Linked DNA regions of Gossypium arboreum: region 2 is linked to region 1. The links are chromatin contacts, called in public Hi-C maps. All regions are on one chromosome and are shown on one strand. Each heading gives the region's core, a stretch centred on a gene start, on an enhancer-like site or on the middle of the called end of the contact. The rest is flanking DNA. Distances are from core to core; before and after follow the strand shown.

Region 1 (4,478 bases), core at 1,335-3,834:
TTTTCCCACGGCCATGGCATACGAGCGAGTCCTCGACCGTATGGTGCAAGTCAGTATGTATGCCCTGTTTTCACACGGCCAGTGACACGGGCATATCTAGTGGTCGTGTGAGGTACACGGCCTGTTCACACGGGCGTATGACCCTTAAATGTTGAAAAATTTTATATGTTTCTCAAAGTTTGCAAATGTTATTGGTTTAGTCCCGAACCACTTCTAAGTATGTTTTAAGGTTTCGTAGAGTCGTATAAGGGACAATATGAATTATTTGAATGGATTTTATATATGAATGCATAAATGTATATGTTTTGTATGTGAACGGCGTGTATTGATTGGTAATGCCTCGGAACACTATTCTAGCGACGGATACGGGTTAGGGGTGTTACATTTCAGCTCTTTTCTCTAATTATCCCCTAAATCAATAATAAATAACATATAAGTATAAATAGTATAATTAAATATATAAATAACGTAATTCAAGGGAAAAAATTATCAGAAATTATATATTTAGATTCTGATGGCATATTAAAGTGTAATACCCCTTTATCAAGTTATCTAAGTTTCAATCACAGGTCGGATGAAATTAAGTACGATTATTCTCGAGATTAAATAAAGAAAATATGTTAAACAAAATTTCATTGTGAGATTAAGCCAACGACTTCTATTCTACATGAAAGGATAAAATTAGTTAATTAATTTACCATTTAGATTTAATATTGAGAACAATTTTTGTTTCCAATAATACAAGATAGTCAAAATTGCTCAACAGTTTACCAGTAAAAAGTGTTCTACGTGTTGAGTTGTTTATTTTAATCTTTATTGTTTATATATATATATATATATATATATATATATATATTTGTAAATTTATTCTTACTTTTTAGTTAAATTTTACCTTCAAATTTTTTAAAAAAGTCAAATTTACGTTTCAATATTTTAAAAAGAGTTGAATTGTCGTCTTTTAATTATAGACTAAAATGTTAAAATTTTAAATATGATAATCTACATAGGAATGGGAATCCACATGTACTTCAAACTATTTTCTTAATTTTATGAACTTTTAAATACATTTTGAATTTTGATTTTTTAATATTTTATAAGTTATTTATTGATATGATATACAATACCAATAATGACATGTTACAGGAATATATGTAAATTGTCACATCAACATCATTAAAATATATTTTAATAAGTGTTTCAATAAAAAATAATTTGACTCTTTTAAAAGTTCTAAAGAAAATATAATCATTAAGAGTTAAATGTGTCATTATATATTTTTCTTAAAAGGTAAAAGTATAATAAATTTAATTGTAACAATATATATAAATATGTTATTATGCATTTCATTAATTGAGTTCTAAGTATTGTGTATGTTTTATATTATGAGTTTGGGTATGAAAATGAGATTTGTATTTAATAATTAAAAATTAATCAATTTATTCGATTTGAATTATCAAAATAAAAAAATTGATCATATAAATCAATTAAATTAAAAATAAACATCAATTAAATAAAAAAGAAAAAATTAATTTTATTTTAAACTAATTCATTTAAATTCATTTCGATTTATTCAATTTAAAATTGTTTTCACCCCAAATTATTATCTATACCCTAATATAAAAGTTGCCTCGCAAAAAATTCTTTAGCTAGAATTTGATAGCCTATTTTTTTTATGTAATTAATAGCCTAATTTTACAACAACACAACAATGTCTTTTAAAAGAATTATTTAGGTTATTTTAGATATTTAATTAGCCATAAAATAGATGGTGGTGATACTTGTAAATATTAAAATGTTGAATTTATCTTCAAAACAAAAACAAAAAGAATCAATAGTACAAAAATATTTAATTTTTTTATATAAGATTTGAATTTGTGTTTGATAAAAACTATAATCATCACTTTATATAGGTCAAAAAATAAAATATTTAATTTAATATATATATATATATATATCATCTTATTAAATTATTTTGTTTTACATTTTTATTGGAATATTATTGAAAACTAGTACAACAACATTTGATATCTCTTGCCATCTTGTTTGCGTTATTCACGATGCAATTGCCGCTCCTATATCGCTCTCCCATATCTTCCGCTGGTTCAGAATCCAGCAATCAAACATAGCTTAACGTTAATTGGCATATACAAGAAATATTTGTTCAGAAGCTTATGGTACATTCATGAAGACCGGCCCAGGATATGATCAACATGTTACTCCAGCTGTGATTACTAGGACTAAAATAATGTGAGAAAGTCTCTAAATAAATCATTGACAAGTGTTTTCGTTCAATGATAAGATATATTATATTTAAAAAAGGGAGGATCTGAATTTAAATATTAGAGAGAAAGGAAAACAAAATGAAACCATAAACTTCGAAAAATTAAAATCATCTCTATAGGTCAGAAAACAAGCATGAAAGATATTTTGGTTAGAAATTGCATAATACTAGAAGTTAGACTTCAACCTATGTTTCAAAGTGTTTTGAGGCTCCTTCACAAAATCTAGTGTGATTTGGGCTTTTTACTTTTCAATAATTTAGCCCTAAATAAGGTGTTGTTTAGTCCAATTTAAGCATATAGAGAAATGTTTAGGCCCAACATCCCTTAAGTCTTTTTTCTGATGCTTATGGTACTTGCATTTATGAGAGTTATATTCGCAGCGTTCTTGGAACTTAACAGCTCCATAAACATAAGTAAATTGTTGAAGGGTAAAATTTTAAAATAACAAAATTTCCAATCAAAATTTAGAATTTCTTTTTGTTACAGTATTATTTTATAAATTTATACACTAATAGCGAGCTAATACCACTTGTTACAAGTTTTAAGTATCTATATTTATTTTTAGACCATTAATGACATGTCTTCATGAAATTTAGTATAAGTGCATAGAGACAATATATTAAATACAAACCTTTAATTTTATCACCTCAATAAGCCAAGATGTGTTATGACCAAAAATAGCCAAGGCATCAACTATAATTTAGACAAATTGAAGTATAAATTTTGTCATTCTAATTCTGACTATATTACCAAGGCTGTTAAGATATTCATACGTTGGTGTCACATTTATTTATTTATCAATTTTTAATTGTTTTATTATAGAATCGAGCTTTCTGTCTCCTTTCTCTAAGTCTATTAATGGACAGACAAATGAAGCCGTGAAAATGGAAATTTCTATAAAAAATAAATTTGAAAACTAATTTTATCATTTGATATCTATATTTGGCTTCGATAATTAATTTAAGATTTGAGTTTTTTTTGTTTTAATGTGGTTAATAAATATTTGACATGTGTACTCTGCTAAAAATATAAGTATTTAATCAGGAAAAAAGATAAACTCAAATATTTAATTGAACACTGAAGTCAAATTTAAGTATTTATATGAGACAAAAAAAAATATAAGCATCGATTTGGAAATAAGATCAAATGTTAAATTGAACATTGAAGTCAAATTCAGATATCAAACTGAGAGAAAAAATATAGATACTAAATTGAATATTGAAGAGATTATTAAAAGAAAATTGTTTCAATTACAGCCGACAAGTATGTCAAAAAGTTGAAATAAGAAATCAAGAAAACAGAATTGGTGTGCAAAAATCAAAGTGGTGAATTAACCAAGTGGGGGGTGCGAAGTGACACCCTCCGCCACTCGTCAACAAAATTTTCATTCGGGCATTGACATTTGTCACTTCATGTCCAAGTCAAATTGATTTTGCGTATATAGCATTAATTATGTTAAAATTAATTTTATTTTTAAATTAAAAAAACCCAATTTCCTTTTTTTATTGAAATGTTTGTAATTAAAATGACAGGAGCACCGGCCTTAACCGTCCATTTTAAGTTCATCAAAAGAAGTCGGCGCTGGATGAGAATAATATTTATTTTATGTAGTAAGTTATAATGAAATTGAGGTATTATGTCGTTTATATTTTTTTAAAAAATAATATGTCTTTTCAATATTTTTATGAAAAATGCTTTGATTTTTGTAGGTTGGCGAATTAAGGGTAAACTAAATTAAATAATTAAAATTACGTTTATTTTAAATTTTATAAAATTTTCATTAATATTATCGTATTGTTATAAAATGATTATTCAATTGTTAAGTGTTATTAATGGGATAACATTCTATTGATGTTCTCGTTAAATATGCTATATATTTTTTACATTTTCACCACACAACTATTTTATATTTGTTACATTATTTTGTATTAAAAATAAAGTTATACTTATTCTTTCAAAATATTAACCTAACCATCTTATGGTTAGTCATTTTTTTCTTAACATTGAAGTTGTGAAGAAAAGAGGAAGAAAAGGGGGAAAATATAGCTATTCATTGTGATTTTAATATGCTATGATGAAAACTCTCACCTATTTAAGAATTTCTTGATCAATGCTACCTAAGTAAGAGAGTTTTTTGTTGAAACAATTATGGCTATGAGTATCATAGTTCATATCTTTTTTTATATGGTATGATCC
Region 2 (4,478 bases), core at 567-3,066, 510 kb after region 1:
CTAGGCACGATGTTGGAAACTACAACTAATTTATTAAAAATATTGAAATTATCTTTGCATTAATGATTAAAATCATGAATCAAAATTGATATTTAGCCTTTGACTAGATTTTCATCACATTGATTCCTTTTATTTTTATTTGCAATATTTCTTTTGAAAATTTTAATTTCAATTTTAATCTTAATTTAAATCTCCTTTATTTTTATTTTACTTGTTTTTACTATATAAATAGAATTATCAATAGTCTTTGTGAATTTGACCCTATTTATTGCTATATACAAATATTTATATTATTGTGTAGGAATTTATTTTGTTAGTTTCAATACCCACAAAATTTTGTCATTATTGCTATGGATTGATGTTGATAATTTAATTTCTTTTTATGTCTCAATCTTCCCGTGCAGGTGAACTCTAGTACGAACCTAAGATCGAGAAAACTGCTCGAAGACTAAAGAAAAAAGTTAAACCGCATTGTAACCAATTGTCTTCATCTACCATCCTGGATACTACACTTGATTCAGGTGATTCATCTAATGCATCGGAAACAAAAGAAGAGATGGCTAATTAAGAAAGAACCATGAGAGAGTTAGTCCTGCTGGATCTAAATCAACAACTGATTTAGAATAATTCATTTGTTCTATACTTTTTGTGGTCTAGAAAATAAGGATCCACCTGAAAGAATTCCATCCTGTGTGTTCTACTATGAGATCTCAAAGAGTATATGAAGAACAATTCAAACTAAGAACCTTTACTTTTTTGCTTGTGGTTACAACAAAGGACTTATTATTTTATTTACCTTTTGGATCTATAACCACATGAACAGGCATGATATATTTTTAGATAGTTTTTTTCTACTTCACGGGCTACTTCTATTAAGGATATTTATAGCATCAAATGGAAACAAATGGAAGCCCTTTATTAGTATTGGGAGAAATTAAAACAATTTTGTGCTAGTTACCCTCAACATGAAATTTCGGAACAATTACTCATCTAATGTTTTTTTGAATGACTTACCTATGGAAAGAAAGATTTTTTCTTGAAAATGGAATTTCTGAACTAACCTCTCTTATTTCATAAAATTGTTGTAAGGAACATACAATAGGTGAAAGCTTCGTGGATTTGTGCTAATTTCAGTCACCAAATTGACATGTACCCCACATTCCAAGAAGATTCAAGAGAGCATGTTAATGCAATTGGAGGATTTCTCGGTTCGTCTCAGAGGAGGTATGATCCCTTATAAATACTTGCAATCTTGAATGGAGGGATCATCCAAATTTTAGTTATGCAGCAAGACCACAAAATATTCAAAATTCTCAACCAAGGCCACATGCTCTCACACAACTATCTTCTTTTACTTAAAGTATAGGAATTATTAAATCTCTAGTAACTAACCCACAACAATTGTAACAGGAAAAAAGATCGAGCAGTCAAAATCTAGATAAATAGGTTATCTCTCACTCGACTTCCCCTTGTTTCCACAGATGCTTTGAGAGACCAAGAAGTAATTTAGGTAATAGTTATTGAACGGCCCCATCTCATACCCTTGAACCACTAACTTCTCGGGCTCTCAATAATTATATTGTTTTCATGAGCGAAGCCCTTCAACGGCCCAGACTTGGTGTTAACCCCCTAGCCGAACAAACCATATTTATCAGTGTTGGCACAGCTGTCCTCCACAGCCTTGTCAAGGCCATCGTTTCCCCTATCTGGCCTGGGCACTATCCAGGTCACGGTTCCCAAGCAACGAGTTCTCACGCTTTCACTCCATCGTCATCTTTCTGGATGAACAACACTTGTATTGAGATGTTTTAAGCATGGTTTTGGCGGTTCCCTGTTTCTGGTTGTTAAGATTCATACCAGTATTTTGTATCAGGTGCTCATTTGCGTTAATAAAATGGATACAAACGCTGTTATCTTCTTCGCTTTAACTAAAATATCGACTTAATCATTGGATACAACTGCACCTTTGGGACGCAAAAATCGGTCCATTTCCAAAAGAATGACAAAATGGATCAATTAGGGATTCTTCAGCTTTACTGTGCGCATTCTTAGAACTGTAGAGAACTGTCTCTTACTTGATAGAACAAGCTCATGAAGCCTGACGCAGGTTAATTTCCTTGGACTGTTTGTATTAAGAATTTAAGCGATGATGGTTTGTTGAACTCTTAACATTAGTACGGTAGAATTAAACTTCATAGATCAAACTCATGATGCTTGCACAGTATCCCAAGGTTAACATTTAAATCAACATGTGATTAAGTTGTCTTAGAAACCATGATTTTCCCTTTCTTCATTAAGGAATAAAGAAAGCTGCCTCTTGCATGTATTGGAATGCTTTTTTTAATGTAAATAATGGATCATTGACTTTTTATTGCTTTTTTGTTTGTTTTTACCACTCTACTTTTCGGATTTTTAATAATCTTAAGAAAAATTTTATGGGAGATCAACAATGATCGACGACCATGACTTCCAAGACAAAGGACAGAGAGTCGGTAACTTTTTTTTTAATTGTTTATGGCTTTGAATATATATTTGAGATTCTTCTTCTATGCAAAAATGGGCTTTGTAAAAAGAGATCTTAAAAGGGGGGGGGGGGGAGAAAAAGGCATTAAAGGAGGATTTGGATTCCTTGAAAGAGAAAAGCAAATGGATTTGTAAGGTTTTTCAGCAAAAGAGGGGTTTAATTTCCACATACATGATTGTAATTAAGGGGATTAATGTTGCACGTAAAAAGAGGCATTTGAAGGTGGAGTTGGAAGAGTTTTGACTCATTGTTGAGAAAAAATATAAATAAAAAGGTTACACGCTTGGGAAGCAAAGCCCTAGGCGAAGGAACAGACAAAAAGGGTTCCAACCGAGGGCTAGATTTGGGGAGTTTCACTGAATTTGGAGTCCCAAGTTTGACATTTTACTCTGTGAACTCAACCCCCCATTAAATTCATGGTACTCCACTTGCCACCCACTTACTAGACATTTTTTACCAAGTTCTTAAGTACGAGAAATTTTGATTCCAAGCACTCATGCTACAGGTTTTCAAAATGAAATTCAAACTTGACTTTAGTTCTCACTTAATTGCCATTACCGAAAAGCAAGAAAAATTGAGGAATTCTGCATAGTGTTTGGCTTTCCAAAGCCCACAAAATCAGAGGAAATTTTGAGTAATTACAATTGACTTTTGCCTCTCAAACATAGAGACTTGACTTTCAGCTTCTTATTAATTAACATAAAACCATGCAAAAAATGTTGGAAAATGACTACATAGAAACAAGTCATTTTTTTTTCCTAAAAAGATGAATTGAATTAACATATAGAAAGAGCCGATAGCAAAGGCAAACAAGTGGTCAGGTTTTATATACTAGTTATATCAGAATTTTCCTTTCTAACTCTAGACGATATGTATCGCAGTTGGGGCTTTATTTAATAAATATATAGAACTGGGGACGATAAAGCAATCATGCCTTGGGATTTTTAGCACTTCAGTTTGAGTCCATCACAATTCATGCCAGGACAAGAAAATTAATTTAAATTATTTAAATTATTTAAATTATAAAGCTAATTAAAATTATTTAAATTAATTAAAATGATTTAAATGATTTTGAGCGTGTATTTTTTTTATTCCACAAGCAAGTTTAAAAAATGCTTTGAAATTTTTAAACTCCACAAGTCTAGTTGAGGATCGACAAGTGGCTCATTTATTTATATTGATTTTCGGTATCATATGCTTTGCACATGAATACACGCGTTTATATTTTTATTATTTAATGAAATATTTTTATTTTTATAATTGAAGATCAATTACTTTAACACTTATTATAAGTTTAGATGAAGGTAAAAGAACAATTCTCTTAAAATTTTATGTAAATATTTTAAAAATCTAATTCGATAAGTTAAAATTATTTGGAGAATTGATATTTTAGTATGATTTAATTTTCATATTTAACATAATAATAGATAAAATTAATTATGAATTTATAGGTATTAAAAAGTATCAAATTAATTATTAATTTTTAAATTAAATGTTAAAACCTAATTTAATTTCTTTTACTTTAATGTTAAAAACTAATTTTAACAATTTATGTTAAAAACTATTTTTAACAATTTATATTTTAATCTGTTTTATTTAAAACCAAATAAAATGTTATTAATTAAAAAGTAAATTCAAATTGTATCAAATATAATTAAAGATTATCATAATATATTTTCCAATTTTATAATAGTTATTTTCACAGAGGATATAACAATTGAGATTTAATCATTTAATTGTATTATAAAAATAATATGAAATAAATTAAAATATTAAAACACTTGAACTTCTTAAAATAATTAAAATAAAAATATTTAAATAATTTTTCAAATCTAATTTTTTAATTTCTTTTCTGGAATGAAAATGTGGCTAAGGAGCTTTAGAGCTCCTCATTTATACATCAGCTAAAGCAACTCAGCATTACAAATATCATTCTGAAGCCGCCTTCATAGTT

The links. Hi-C and Micro-C count contacts between places; a contact is called where the count stands out from the background.
Region 2: a contact with region 1 is called in a Hi-C map of leaf, with 2.8 times the contacts expected there. The contact joins two enhancer-like sites. A contact is called at or near these places in 2 of 5 Hi-C or Micro-C datasets (both in leaf).

Annotation. Positions count from the first base shown.
Region 1 is chr3:46,857,922-46,862,399 of ASM2569848v2, forward strand. No RefSeq gene overlaps it. Among protein-coding and RNA genes, the nearest start is that of LOC108466044, 17 kb to the left of the region's middle. Within about 2 kb of position 2,585, at least 1 of the 2 cell types and tissues checked has an H3K27ac peak or open chromatin away from gene starts, as enhancers often do. A contact at or near this core is called in leaf, where this site is marked.
Region 2 is chr3:47,369,050-47,373,527 of ASM2569848v2, forward strand. No RefSeq gene overlaps it. Among protein-coding and RNA genes, the nearest start is that of LOC108478875, 43 kb to the right of the region's middle. Within about 2 kb of position 1,817, at least 2 of the 2 cell types and tissues checked have an H3K27ac peak or open chromatin away from gene starts, as enhancers often do. A contact at or near this core is called in leaf, where this site is marked.